Linked DNA regions of Macaca mulatta: region 1 is linked to region 2. Evidence: chromatin contacts called from public Hi-C data. All regions are on one chromosome and are shown on one strand. Each heading gives the region's core, a stretch centred on a gene start, on an enhancer-like site or on the middle of the called end of the contact. The rest is flanking DNA. Distances are from core to core; before and after follow the strand shown. Region 1 overlaps LARGE1 (LARGE xylosyl- and glucuronyltransferase 1). Region 2 holds the start of LARGE1 (LARGE xylosyl- and glucuronyltransferase 1).

What was found. A called contact is a pair of places that touch in the nucleus more often than the background predicts.
Region 1: a contact with region 2 is called in a Hi-C map of fetal cortex germinal zone, with 4 times the contacts expected there. The contact joins the enhancer-like site here to the promoter of LARGE1 in region 2. A contact is called at or near these places in 2 of 14 Hi-C or Micro-C datasets (fetal cortex germinal zone and fetal cortical plate).

The regions. Positions count from the first base shown.
Region 1 is chr10:17,866,001-17,868,700 of T2T-MMU8v2.0, reverse strand. The region is part of intron 2 of LARGE1 (LARGE xylosyl- and glucuronyltransferase 1); the gene reads right to left. Among named protein-coding and RNA genes, the nearest start is that of LARGE1, 250 kb to the right of the region's middle. Within about 2 kb of position 1,295, at least 5 of the 40 cell types and tissues checked have an H3K27ac peak or open chromatin away from gene starts, as enhancers often do. A contact at or near this core is called in fetal cortex germinal zone, where this site is marked.
Region 2 is chr10:17,613,998-17,616,768 of T2T-MMU8v2.0, reverse strand. LARGE1 (LARGE xylosyl- and glucuronyltransferase 1) reads right to left here and starts at 1,452. Exons shown (of 15, transcript NM_001260905.1): 1 at 1,095-1,452.

The DNA.
Region 1 (2,700 bases), core at 46-2,545, 250 kb before region 2:
GGTGGATCACGAGGTCAGGAGATAGAGACCATCCTGGCTAACACAGATAATTACCTCATCTCTACTTTAAAAACATTAGCTGAGCGTGGTGGCGGGCACTTGTAGTCCCAGCTACTCAGGAGGCTGAGGCAGGAGAATGGTGTGAACCCGGGAGGCGGAGCTTGCAATGAGCAGAGATCGCGCCACTGCACTCCAGCCTGGGCGACAGAGCGAGACTCCATCTTAAGAAAAAGAAAGAAAAAAGCAGACATAGAGCCTCACTGGGCTTAAGTAACTTGCAAGATTTACTGCAAAAAGAAGTTATTTAAAAAAAGATCAAATTGACTCCAAAAAAACTTTGATTTTCATTTTACTTTCTGCATCTAATATCTCTTTCCAGGAAATAAAGGTTGTCCTTCTATGCAACAAGCTGAGGATACCCTCTTGCGAGATACCACTTGTACAAAAGACAAGCAGCAGCCTCATTTCAACAAGATTCAGGAAAGTAAGGAACTCAGTGCAGAAAGATGAATAACCAAGAGAATCCAAATCATACCATTTAAAAAAATTTTTTAAATTTTTTTATTATTATTATGCTTTAAGTCACTCGGACACAGGAAGGGGAACATCAAATCATACCATTTTTAACAGTCTGCTGAACTCTACCAAGGCCCAGCAAAAACAAGCGAGGCTGATAAAGCAGCCCAAGTATACTATTATTACACTCAGAGGGCAAGCATGGATGCAGAAAGAAAGGAAAGAAGAATCAGAAAGAAGGCGATTTCCTGACATCTTAATCTGAACACCCTGGCTACCCTGCCTGAGTTGTCCTGTGTCCTTTCAAAAGGACACTGGCAGCTGCCTAAGCAGGAGAGCGACTGCAGAGAGTGCATGAGGCCATTACTTCTAGAGCTGTAAGCAAGCCTGCTACTGCCAATAGAGATGGATCTATTCTGCCTTCTGTAGCCTACAAAACAGAAAGGAGGTAGGAGCAGGGAAGAGATGCATACATGATAATAAAAGGGGTCAGGAGGTCTCAGCTGCCAGGCTCAGGTCAGACAGGAGAAGTGACACACAGGGGGAATCAGAAATCTTTTTCTGCAATCACCAGTGGATTCAGAGGCTGGTCTGAGGCAGCAGTCTCTAGGATGGTCTAGAAATGGTTAATTCACAGTTTCTCTCCTGATGAGTAGCTTCAGCTGCTCATCAATAGAATCTCCAGCTGATAATTATTAAGTGAAACTTGGGGCTTGCATTTGCATATGTAAAGCACACTTCCCTCCAAAGCCACAATGGGAGTGAGAATGCACTTCCTGATTGTACAGCACTGGGGAGGCTTGGGTGGGTGGGGCTCCAGCCTGCTTTGCATGTGCTTCTCCACGCTAATCAAGCCAGATATTCAGCAGAAATAAACCCCACATCCCAAAATATGCCATTTGTCAAAATCCAGAGCTCACATAAGAGACCTCTCGCTCTCCAGATCCCAGAAGGCTGCATTCCACCACAATAAGCCTCTGTAAGGGTTATAATTACTCAGCCCGGTGCACGCACCCACGTGCACACACCCTCGCATCTACACACACCTGGGTTGTTTTGCTGGCTGATGGGAGTGTTATATGAGTTTCTCCAGAAAGAAGGCTTCCATCCTTCTCACATATTCCTGACACTTTTTTCCATCTTTGCACCTGTGGACTAAGAAGCGTCAGCCCCAAAGAACAAGCCAGAAGGAAATGCAAACAGCATCAAATTCGAAGTATCTGATGGCTTATCTCTATCGTGACGTTTATCTCAGTTTGTGAGGAAAGTCACTGAGCTCCTCCTCCTACAGGAAAGGACGCCTTAACAGAAAAGCCATCACTCCCAGGAGAAAAGCCAGGGACATCGGCCTTAGCCCGGCCTGAAAAATCACAGACTTCTAAACACCAGTGTCAGTTGTAGGCACTACAGCCTGATTGTAATGAGAAAGCCACTGGGCCCAAGAAAAGGTGCCTAAAATTATACTTAAACCATTCGAAAGACAGAAGCAGACAACAGGATTAACAAATAATATAAATGATTAACTCGGGGTCTCTTCGTCACTGGTTAAGATCATGATCCCCTGGTCCTCACTGTCACCTGTTAAATGGGGGTAAAAATAGGCATACTCTTATACAGTACCATCAAGGCATGTATAAACTAGGAACACTTTAGCTTATCACATACAAACGTGCATTCATTGGACAATTTTTGGATAGGGGGCAAAGGCCTTTTCTGTAAGGACAGGCCCGCTGTCTGAAATCCTACACTGCCTTCCTTGCATAAATCTCGAAGACATTGCCACACACTTTTATCTTGGTTTTTTTTTGTTTGTTTGTTTGTTTTTACAGTGTGGGGTAAACTTAAAAGATATCTGTAAACTAATCAGAGTACAGAATTCCTTTCCTATTTTGATCTTTTCCCCCATTTTTTAGTTGTCTTGCCAACATTTTATTTGACAGCTCTTTTTAAGGCAATTTGCCTTTAGGCTACTGTTCCAAAACACACAACTTCTTATTTCTTATAGAAACACTCCTTCCTGCACTCATATTTCACTGCTCTATGGAATAATTAATTAAACTGTATTTGTTAATTGTAGGTAAAGATATGCCATAATAAGCTTGATAATACTAAGCATACCGTTTAACTGGTTTAACTGGTGCAATCAGCAAGGCTAAACGGTACTAGAAAGTAAGCTGGTAGCTG
Region 2 (2,771 bases), core at 203-2,702:
GGAGCCTGATCTCCCCCGACTCCCTCCTCTCTCTCTCTCTCTGGGCACTTACATAAGACCCTGTAAAACTTCCAGTGACATTCACGGAAAATGTAAGCTGCTATTTTGCTCCCTCAGGAGATCATTTTAATGGACTGAGTGACAAAATTCACGGATTCTGAATTCAGCAGAAACCTGCTCAACCGAGGTACATCAGCATAGGGACAAAAAAAAAAAAAAAATCCATCCCCATTAAACAGGGTCACCCAAGGGATGGATTCAGTGTACAAGAGACAATCTGTTCCCTCCGAAGTGACCCACTTAAAATCAGATTGTTCTGGGGGAAGCTCATAGGTTTAATAAATTTCAAACAGGCAAGGACAGGCTTGTACAACTGAGGTTCCTTAAGAGGAACATTTAAAAGAGGATAAGGCAATGAACTAAATAACTTGAGGATACACAAACTTTGGAGTCCTCACTCCAAAACTTCAAAAGTAGTGACATTTACAAGAATGTCTGGATAGCTGTACACTGATCACTCCTCACAAGCAGCTTTGCCTAATAGGAAGGACATGCTGGCTGGGTTCCCCCCTACAGATAGCAATGCCAACCAACCACTCTGTCCTAAAGAGGGACTCGCAAGCTGTAGCTGCTCGCCCCCAAATTGCCCCGGACTGTCTGCAAGAAGAAACAAGAAAAGTTATTCACAGCATCACACCAGGAAAGGTAGTTGTGTACCGCCCAAGACGGGCCTCTCCAAACACGGCAGGCTCCGCAAACTACAGGTGCTCACCGCTAACAAGTGAGGCCCCGGGTGCGAGTATCGGTCACATGCACTCCTGGTGTTAACCAGAAACAACTCCCGGCTCGCTCCCCTGCCAGCAGCCTGTGTGCCCAGAAGCGGAGCAGGCCCTGAGGGGGTCCTCGGGACGTCGGAGACTGAGGGCTTCCACCTCCAGCCTCTCCAGGGCTCCCGGCCAGGGCAGCAGAGGGTGTGCCCGGCCTCCCCGCCGGCATCCCGAGTACAGGGGGTACCAGCGACAGGTTCGGAGAACTTGTCCGGCGCTGCACACCACGGCGCCCCCGCGGCGACTCTCGCACTCCGGGGCTCTTACCTTAGCCGTGACTGCCGCCAGGCAGAGGGAGACGCGGAAGAACCGGGTGGCGCGGCGGCGCCGCCGCCTACGAGGCGCACGGGGTCCGGGTCAGGGTCCCGGCAGGCGCTGCCCTACTCGGAGCGGCGGTGCCAATCGCAGAGTTCGGGACTGCCCCCGGCTCCAAATGCCGCGGCGAGGGTCCGGGTCGCCCAAGCTGAGCACTGTCCCTTCTTCCTCTTCCTCCGGGGCCGCTGCCTGGAGCTGCTCCCGGCCCGGGGGACTCTTCCGAGCCAGGGGCGCCCCGCATGGGCAGGGGCCTGGGTCCGCCTCGGGTTGGGTCCAGGGAGCGGCCGCCGGGGCCGACTCCACCTCCCGCGCTCCCAGCCGATTCGTCCCTTCAGGGCAGGGCCTGCCCGCGAACGGCCCGGCGAGGCGAGCGCGGCCGCGCCCCCAGCTTCGGGCGCCCGGGCTCCAGAGCGGCGGCGGGGCAGGAACACACCGGCCGGGCCAGGCGCCGAGCGCGGCGGCGCGGGGGGGGGGCTGCAGCCGGCCGCGGCGCGCTCTCCCCCAGGGCCTGCGCCGCCCGCCAGGGGCTCCGCGGGAAGGAGGCGCCGGAGAGGGCCTCGCCCCGGCCTGGGGCGCGGGGCCGGGGGCGCGGGGCTAGGGGAGGCGCCGCGGGAAGGTCACGGGAGCGGAGGCGCGGCGAGCGGATCGCGGTGCGGTGGGTGCGGGGAGCCGAGGCAGGCGGCCCCCGCCGCCGGGAGCGCTCGCCGGCCTCGGCCGCCGCCGCCTCCGAGATGCGCCGGCTTCCCGGAGCGCCCGGCGCTCGGAGCTGGGCGGCCGCTGCAGCCGCCACGGGCAGCCGGGCGCCGCTGGCCGGAGCCGGCGCGCGATCCCCGCCTCCCGCGCCCGGTCAGGAGGGGGCTGCCGAGCTGGGGCCGACAGGGGCGGGCGCTGGGGTCCGGGCTTCGGGCTGGCCCCGCCGCCTCCGCGTGCCCAGAGCTCCGGACTCGCTCAGCAGCTGCAGTGACTGTGTGTCTGTGTCATGTCTGTGCAGCCGGGGGGGACCGCGAACCGGGGCTGGGTTCCGAGCGGGGGCGGGGCCGGCGCCCTCCTTGGCGCCCGCCTCCGACCCCGTGACCGAGCGGCCGACCAATGGCAAGCTCCGCAGCCGCGCGGACCGAAAGTTCGCCCCCGCAAGGCTCCGCCCCCCGGCGAGACTCCGCCCCAGTGCTTCTTCAGCTCGCTGGCAGGCAGGCGGAAGCAACACCCGGAGCCGGGATCCCGGGCCGGGTCGGGATGAAAGGGTGCAAGCTGAGAGCTCCCCGCCCTTCTTCCCCCCCACCCCGGCCGCTCCCGGCCGCCTCGGGTTTGGCGTGCCTCGCGGAAAGAGGGGGAAGGGAAGCGGGACGGACTCGCAGCTGCCGTGTTAGAGACGCTCGCAGGCTTGCAGGACCATGCAGCGTGCTCCCCAAATTGCACAAAACAGCCGTCGTGAGAAGTGGGAAGTTTCCCCGCCTCGGGTCGCCGCTTCTCTCAGAGGTGGGCATGGTGTGGGGCAGCTGGAGTCTGTGAGGAGCCCCGCTGAAGGGCTCTGACGGCATCTTTCTGGGCTCAGTTTCCAAGAATCCTGTCCAAGGCTTCCTGTTCCTCTGAGGAAACTACATTCTGTTTCCCCCACCCCAAACACACACC